Linked DNA regions of Xenopus tropicalis: region 1 is linked to region 2. A link is a contact called in public Hi-C data. All regions are on one chromosome and are shown on one strand. Each heading gives the region's core, a stretch centred on a gene start, on an enhancer-like site or on the middle of the called end of the contact. The rest is flanking DNA. Distances are from core to core; before and after follow the strand shown. Region 1 holds the start of insr (insulin receptor). Region 2 overlaps insr (insulin receptor).

What was found. Hi-C and Micro-C count contacts between places; a contact is called where the count stands out from the background.
Region 1: a Hi-C map of liver shows a contact between it and region 2, with 2.3 times the contacts expected there. The contact joins the promoter of insr here to the enhancer-like site in region 2. A contact is called at or near these places in 2 of 5 Hi-C or Micro-C datasets (brain and liver).

What each region holds. Positions count from the first base shown.
Region 1 is chr1:111,841,839-111,846,280 of UCB_Xtro_10.0, reverse strand. insr (insulin receptor) reads left to right here and starts at 1,739. Exons shown (of 21, transcript XM_002934379.5): 1 at 1,739-2,884. The coding sequence starts at 2,755.
Region 2 is chr1:111,791,774-111,796,412 of UCB_Xtro_10.0, reverse strand. It overlaps insr (insulin receptor), which reads left to right. Exons shown (of 21, transcript XM_002934379.5): 3 at 4,133-4,451. Among named protein-coding and RNA genes, the nearest start is that of insr, 50 kb to the left of the region's middle. Within about 2 kb of position 1,917, at least 6 of the 11 cell types and tissues checked have an H3K27ac peak or open chromatin away from gene starts, as enhancers often do. A contact at or near this core is called in liver, where this site is marked.

The DNA.
Region 1 (4,442 bases), core at 490-2,989, 50 kb before region 2:
CACAGCTGGAAAATGGAACAGGATTAAACAATTCATTGTGCTTAGAGATGTGTGTTAATATGTTGCTTTGATTCATTACATTATTATAAATTCAGCCTGCAGTGATACTTGTAGTGACAAAATATTAAAATAAAGGGACTGCACACACTGGGTTAACACTAAATAAATTGCTCTTTATATTTTACCAAGCCCTGTTGAGTGCTATACTTTTTTTTAACTTTTATAAATATTATTATGAAAATGTATTTATAAAGCACCAACATATTCTGCAGAGCTGTACAATAAATGGGCATACAGGTTTACATACAAAACAACTATTAACCAATACAAGAGGTGAAGAGGGCCCAGCCAAAAAGAGTTTACATTCTAAACAGAGAAGGGGTTGAGATACAAGGGGGCAGATTTATTCGGTCCGAGTCCGAGTTTTTCATACCTGGGATATTTTTGCCAATTTTTTTGCTAATTTGCGCAACATTTTCGTACTGTGCATCAAAAATTACGCAACAAAATTGTATTACCACGCCGAGTACGAAAGTTTCGGATTCATTCAAGCTTCGTTATCGTGACTTTACTTTGGATCAAAGTCGGAAAGATTTTCCCCCCGTGTAGTATCGTTCAATACAAAAATGTTGTGACTTTCGGATCGCCAATACGATATTATCGTGACTATTCTGATTTTTTCGTAAGCATTTTCGTGATATTTGCGATCATCAGAAATTATCGTATCTAATCGGAATTTTTCCCATTTCGGGATTCGAAACTCTTACTTTGATGAATGTGCCCCAAGGTTTGAATATGGGCAAGATCAGAACTAAGCAAGGTGAGAGATGTAGCATAGGGTATTGCATGTAGGAGCATATTGAAGTTATGCTAAGTTAATTAAGGGTAAAATTCTCTAAATATTTTTTTTTAGTTCTTTTGAAAGCAGAGAGATTGGGATAAAGTCGGACAGACTGTGGGAGAGAAATCTAGACAAGGGGAGCAGCTATCGTAAAGTCTTGAATGTGAGTGTGTGAAGAAGTAATGATTAATAAATACTTTCATTATCTACGCACCCAGTCATTTATAATTTTTAAGTGTAGGGTGATTCCCTTCAGAGAGAGATAGAGAGATATACACACACACACACACACATATATATATATATATATATATATATATATATCTTTTAATAACAAGGTAAAGTGCCTGAGGCATATGTCCTGTGACTGCTCTGAGAAGAACAAGTTGTGAATATAGATTGTCTTGCACAATATACGTTTTTTGCACTAAAAATAAATGGAGGTGACACTGGTGACTTTTGTCCTTAGCATACTTGCTATTCCGCAGACTCACTGTGACTGTCACACTAATACAATATATTTTGATACAGTAAAAAGAATGGAACACATGAAATCACGTGTAAGCTTTTGGCTCTAGACCAGCTCTAAACTATTTTGTCTATGTAGAATAGAATAAGTATACATATTTACAGGTTCTGTCTTCCATCCACAGATGGAATAAAATGACAATAATAACCTGAAAAACAGCTTCGACTTCATCCACTTTTCGCAAAGTATAAGCAATTTGTTTAAAAAAAACAAAAAAACAACAGTTTAGTAGAAACTAACAAGCCCCAGGCTTGTTTTGCTGCCAATTTACCCAACTGAGTCCTTGCGAAGTGGTTGTGCTTCAGAAGCGTTTGAGAAGAAATAGAGTGGAAATAGGAGGGATCGGAATCCAGTCTGTGAGCGTTGTTCCGCGCCAGGTTTTACACAGGCTAGTTCTCTCCCAGCTGACTAACAGCTCTTGTTTACTGGTTGGATACTGGTTGGGAAAGGGGGGGGGAGAGACTTTGCAAGAACTAGTAACATATATGTACATGGTTATTTTTTTGCGCAAATCTCTCGTTTTCTACACACTTTTTTCCCCTTGATTTATTCCCCGAGCGGTGGGGGAAACGGAAGACGGAACGCGGTGCCAGGATTCCAGATCAGGGTCCCACAGAATAACGAGGTTCTTGTGGCAGTGTCTCAGGGCTGAAGACACGGAGCGATCAAGTCTTTGAGGATCATACACTGGGCCCCATAGAAGGATCCACACATGCATGACCCAGCCAGCACAGCTTCGCATTGTCTCTATTGCGGATACAGCCCAAATTAATCATCCTTAAAGGAAATATTCTTTTCTCACCCCTCCTCCTACTTTTTCTAATTTTGGGTTGGAAACACAGTTTATAAGAATACAGGAAAAGATTGTTTTTTTTTTTTTTTAAAAGGCGATTTCCTTGTGAGAAAGTTTTTTTTCAGGCATAATCTGGATTTTTTTTTTACATTTTTTACAGGATTTCAACATTTTTCCTGTGTTAAAAAAATCTTCGTGTCTTGGGAAAAAAAAAACAGTAGAAGAATTTATAAACAGAATCCCCAGTTGGCAAGAGAGGATTTCCAAAGAATAAATCTGGAGTGATTCCAAACCTAATAACATTGTATTTGGAGAGGAAATCTATATTTATATATATATATATATATATATATGATTTTTTTTTCCTCTCTTGAAGCTGCTTTTATAAACCATGCTTCCTCAGTCTCTGAGCTGTCACAATCACATCATTAAATAGGACCTTACTTTGAAATATTTTTGTTGTCTTAGACTAATATTTTGGATTTTTTTTTTATACCCTTTGTCCTTGTCAGTTTTGGTAATACAAGCTCCCCACTATATTTGCTGGGGAAATAGAACTTGTAGGTGGGGAGCTGAGCTTGAAACATTGGCATGGGACAGGGTGTATTGTGGGGTGAGGGGCACCCCAATAATAACCCCAAGAGCAAGGTGGGCTGGAAGTCCATTGCGGGAATATTCATCATTTTTATGCTCATTCTGTGCGACCAAAACGACGGGAAAAGTGAGTATGTTATTTGGTATATAACTGTTACATGTGCGCAACCAACAAGGGAGCAGTATGGAGTTCCCTGCTTGTACTTTAATAGCAGCGATACAGAGTTATTTCCTATTATTTAATGAAACCTCCAACCTACTATTTCTAGCTACTGTCGGACTACAACACTACTTGTGAAAGTCGGGGTGGTAGTTGTAGTTCAGTGACGCTTAGCTGATAGGTTGGATTTCTACGTAGAAATATTAATGCTGCTGCTTGCAGTGTTTGGTTTTATCACTAGTATGTGACGTTTCGGGCCTAGTGGGTACTGCCAGACCGCGGGCTTTAGTGTCCCGCTCTGACTGGTGCCTGTGGGAGGAAGCGCGCAGCTAAAATGGAGGCGGCCGGCTTGATGCAGCGCGCTAGGCCTCCGCTTGGTTTCATTTGAGATTGTAAACATGGTGGGGGTGGGGTTGGGGCCTGCTACTGGGGCCACCGCCTACTTGGCTTTACTGGGCGGCAGATAATCTAATTAACAGAGACGTTCAATTGAAATACTAAGAATTCATTCTTTTATGAGAGTTGCAAAGTTTGTAATATACGTGAAGTGAAATTTACAACGTGGAAGGGTTTAGTGTTGCCTGCTCATCCCTTAATAATCCGGACACACAGACAATCCACATGGCGTGTAGTTAAGTAGTCATTGATGTGGAGATGTGTGCTGCATGGCATATGCTTCCCAAGCAATGGAGGGTGTAGCACACGTCCCTTGTACCTGCAGATTAACCCTTCCTCATAGGAATTTTCTATGTGTCATGGGTTGTTAGAATTCCAAAGGAGCCAGGCAAACAAGAGCACCTTACTAGGGAAATGTCAATGTGTGTACTGATATTTGAATACCATGAGGTGAAGACCCCACACTTTGAGCCTCTTGCTAACTACGTTTCGGGGCAAATTTACTAAAACTTTAATATTTCTTATTTTTTTTTCTTTTTATGAATTCAAATAAACTCATTTCCGCAAATGTCCATGGCATTTACTAAAAAATCTGAACTGAATAAGTAGGTGTAGGAAAAATTCGCGAAACTCTGAATTTTTTGACTGGTCGCATCTGAATTTTGAGCTGTTTTGTCAACACTTTTTTTCTGAGACTTTTAGCGCTAAAAATCCAGCTGTTAGTAAATAGCCCCCAATATGTCTGTATATTTTTCACAGACCATTAGTTTAGTGTTTTAAGACATTTGACCAAAATCAACATTACTTTTGTTTTGAAGAAGTGCTGGGCAAAAAACAATGGGTTTATAATGTCTGTTCCTTATACCAGATATGGCTAGTACCGTGTACTGTGCCCACTTTAGAGCATGTCCTTTTTGAGGCAGCTGCAAAGTGTTCCTGGCAATTATTTTCAGATGTTGGCAACTATGTATGGTCTGAGCCATATGTCTTCCTTTATTACAAGGTTATGATATATCAGTAAAGTGCTCACTTGGTTGTGTTGGCTCGTTTTATGCAGTAAGTGTGGGTAGGTCAAATACCAGCAGACTGATAGCCATGGCTCCTAAAATCCCTCAGGCTCTAAAATTGT
Region 2 (4,639 bases), core at 668-3,167:
GCAGATTTATTACAATGTGAAATTAGAGCTGACAAATGAAAAACCCACCCGCTTCCTGGCTGACTGTTATATTCTGCCTGGTTGTACCCAACAGCATCCAGCATTGTTTTTAGGCCTCACAAAAACCTGTTAAAAAAAAAAAAAAAAAAAAAAATGTATACAAACACAGTATTTGAGTTTTGACAAGCTCAACATGGATTTTTAAGACACTAGTGTGTAAGAGCCCTTAAGGGTATTTTATGTACCAGCTGACACATAACAGGAAGTGGAGCATATGTGAAAAAATGTCAAAAATCAGATGTGCAATAATGTACACGCGGAGCTCTATGAAGGCACTATAAGCATTAACAGATGCTGCCTGTGAATGTTAGTTGTCTATCCTCTCTCATAAATGCATCAAAATATTGTGTGTCTGTATTTTTATTAAATACCTCCGTTTTTGTGTGTGACTGTTTTCTATAAGGGCTCCATTTTGATGTTTCAGACGCTCCTGCCTTTGGTATGCAGCATGGCTGGAATTACCAGCCTGTCTAGAGGCCCTGGATCGGGTTACTGGGAAAAAAGGGGGTTTTACTATTTATTTTTTGTATTCTTTGGAAGAAATTACTGCATTAAGCTGTGGAAAAAATGTTCAGTTATTGAATGTACAGTGAGCTCTGGATAACCGTAAAATGTTTTTCATTGCATGCAACCTACAAGTTTTGGCAGATTTCATGGCACTAGCACTCTAGCTAGATTGGGGGGGTCTCTGGCCTCTGATTCCCAGGTGTTCCTTATAAATAAGATGACTGTGTGGCTGTGCGAGCATGCTGGTAATTGTAGTTAGTTGGAAACATGTATTTACCACACAGGTCAGAGTGGCCCAGGCCTAGGAGTAAAGCTCCAAATGGGGCAGTTTGTAATTTTAAAAAAAGATATATTTCCAGCAGATTTTGTTTTTCTTTAATTATCATGTAAAGTTCCAGATTCAGGGTGGGGTTAGAATAGGGGGATTTGTAGGGGCCAATTAATGTGGATGTGGGGGGGAAAGTCGGACAGTAGACTTATGTGGGAGTCTGACCATAAGAATAGATATTGCCAAATAATTTGTTCTACTCTAAGTCAGTTCTATCTATATCAGATCTATAACTAGGGCAGCCTCATCATTCAAATGATAACATGAAGAGGATGCTGGGAGGTGTAGTTTACAGGCTCACAGCAGCTGGTGCTGCTGGTTGCTGCTTACTTAGTTCCCAAACATTTAATTATTGTTCCTCTATCTTAAAAAAAAAGACAGGCGGAACTGCAGCACATCCACTTATGATAAGACAGTCCATCTCACCATGTATGAGAGATGAGCTCCATGCACTGATCCACACATCAGTTTGTAAAGATATTTGTTGCTGTGTGTGTGTGTGTGTGTGTATGTGTGTGTAGCAGCAGTAGCAAGTTTAATCCTTCCCTGTCTGTGGAATTTAATTTAAAAGCATTTAATGCTATAATATGTGACCAAATGTAAGTGCTCAGGGCCAGAAAGTGATACATTGAGTTTTTTATGGAAATCTTATAAACTGCCTAACAGTCTGTATAACACTCTGTTGTTTCCTCTTTCTATTCTCTTTCTCTCTATCTGATTCTTCTTGTCCATACATTACATACTAGACTGTGGCTCATTCTTCCCTGCTTGTAAATCACCTGTCCATATAGAACCTTCCCCTAACTCTTTCTGTTAATTCTATTTTAAATCTCTCTGAAACTCCTCTCATAGCCCTATGTGATTATAACTTCTTCTGTAAGAATACCGGACCTTTAACATGTTGCCCAAACCCTGCAGTCTAAATGTTTTAGCAACGCTATTGCATATCCAAGTCTTGCTGTGGCTTTAATTTATAGGATGGCTGTGGATACTGGGAGCTGCAGTTCACAACAGCTGGATCTGTAAGCTTGTCATTCCTGTAATGACTACCATTGCCCTATTTAGCTCTGCGTGTGACTCACACTTGGCTTCATATAATCTTTCCTTTTGCTTTGCAATTTTGTACATCCATTGCAGAGAACTGGTATCTTCCCTGTACTCTTTCTACTTTTGCTGGCATTGAAAGGGTTAATCGCGTAGTTTCTTTTCTGTTAAAGTACATCCAGCGTTTGGGGGGAGCAGCTGAGGAGAGCTTGGATGAGGGGGAGGCGGGCAGATCCCAGGTTGGTCTGTTTCCAGCTGCCATGGGATTGGCTAAGGGTGAGGGCGGCGCTTGGGCAACAGCAGAGTCCTGGAATGGAATATGCCTGGAACTGGAAGAGAGAATTATGTGGTTCTGTAATCACAGCGTCTTCTTATATATCAGTCTGTGTTTTGTGGAGCAAAGTGTATATAGGTGCCTGCAAATAACTGCAGATAGCGATACCTATATATATGTCTGCAGCATCTCTACCTGCCTATAAATAACCACTGTATCTATTTAAGTGTCACCTGTGATACACTGGAAACCTGTTGCTAACGTTTACTTTAGTGAGTTTTGCAAGGCAAAGCCGCCTTATGTGACACACCAGTTTCAGAATGATTTTACAATTTTAGACCCCCTAGCAGATAGTTAATTATTATGGTTTTTTTTAAAAATTACTTTTTAACCTCATAGTACTGTTCACTATTACTGTAGGGGCTACTGGCATAAAAATGACGCACTAGTGGTTGGCAAAGAATATACTGTGGACCAATAGTCTGCATGTTGTTTAACTACAACTTCTAGCATCCTTTGAGAGCATGCAGCTGTTATTGGGCTTTGTGCCATTGTACTATAGTGTCTTTGATGGCTGGAAGTTGCTGAGTCTTTGCACAAGTACAGTATTTTACCTGCTTTTCAATGTAGTAGGCCAGTTCTTTTTCACATCTCTGTGTAGTAAGGTGTTGTACCCCGTGTTAGCCATTGAAAAACTGCAGAAAATGTAGGGTTAGGTCAGGGGTGCCCAGACTTTGTCACCCTGTGATCTACTCTTGCCAACTGACCTCCGTCATGAATTCTGCACACAAAAACATATATAAAGTGGGAACAAATATATACAGCGGCCGGTGGGGAAAATCTTTATACTGGGATGAAACTACCAAGATGGATGGCTTCAGCAGCCGCACTCAAAAGCTCCAGTATGCTGGGGGTAAAAAAGAAGTGCCGGGATGTCATCCCACTGCACTCAAAGTAAAGTGATAAGATAAAGCCAACTTCTAGCAAAATATTATCAACATCATGGCAAATGATTTTGAGTTCCCTCACATAATGTCACCTAAAATTTGCCTTCTGGGTATCTTAGATGATATCATTTCAACCAATTATGCTCGCAACAGATACTGGTCATTGCTATATTATGCTAAGAAAGATATTATGATGCACTGGATGGGAACTACTTTACCTAGTGTCCGCTCATGGCAACAGCTAGTCAGCAAGACGATACCACTTATAAAAATTACCTCAGAGGTTAGGGGTACTCAGAACAAATTTGAATGTATCTGGTCACCATGGTTGGATACTATGCAATACTATTTTTCTCTGTACCACAAACTATACTTCTTTCATTGACTCTGATGTATATTTTATAGACCTGGAAACTATACTTATATCAGTGTTTTTGTGTGTTTTGTTTTTGTATTAAAAACAATAAATAAAATTGACCTTAACAAAAAAAGAGATAAGATAAGGGTGCACTACATTATCAAACTGTCTGTCTATATCAAACTGTAATAAATAAACTACAAATGGAAAATGTGACATGTAAAGACAAGATCACATTTTGGTCCAGATATGGACAAGCTTCCTAGAATGCACAGTTTAGCTTCACTCTGCCAAGGATGCAAATACTAGTGCAATTAGCACCTTGTTGTGAGATGAAGTCAGCCTAAAGAAATTGTCTTTTGAGAAGTAAATTGTCCTTAGCTGTGTTTTTCTAGGTTGCAGATCTCTTAGTTAAAGTCATATCTGGACATAAAACCCCTGTCCCTGTTCAGGCCACATTCCAGGGTGTTGAAAAGTGGCAACTACTTCATTCTCTTGAAGAGGAAATGCCTGGCACTAACTAGAAAATAAATTACAATATCATAAAATAACAAATTCTATGTACTGGTTCTATATACTTACTGTCTTACAAACTTTCTCTGTTCTGTGCATAGTGTGCCCTTCAGAATGCAAGGGAAGTGGTTGTTTGCCAGATGGACAGTGCTGCCACTCAGAGTGCCTTGGAAGCTGCAGAAAGCCTAATGATCCAACTGAGTGTACCGCCTGCCGGCATTACCAGTATCAGGGTGTGTGTATCAGTGCATGTCCCGAGGGGTCTTACCGGTTCCAGGGTTGGCGGTGCATTGACTTCAATACCTGTCAAGAAATGCACAACCGGTGCCCAAATAAGGAAAATTCCTGTCCTCCTTATGTCATCCACAAGGGAGAGTGCATGCCAGATTGCCCATCAGGCTATATTGCCAACTCAACTACGTAAGTAGCTTTTTTTGTGCCAATATGTAGATTTTGTTACCATCAAAATGCATAAGGTGCACAGGATTTGCATGAAGTATAACTACATTTTGGGATGGTTTAAATAGCTCCAGTATTTTCTACTATGCTAAATTTTAATAGTGTGGTATACAGTTTTGGGGGGTCTTTTTCTGTAAAAGTTTGTGCAG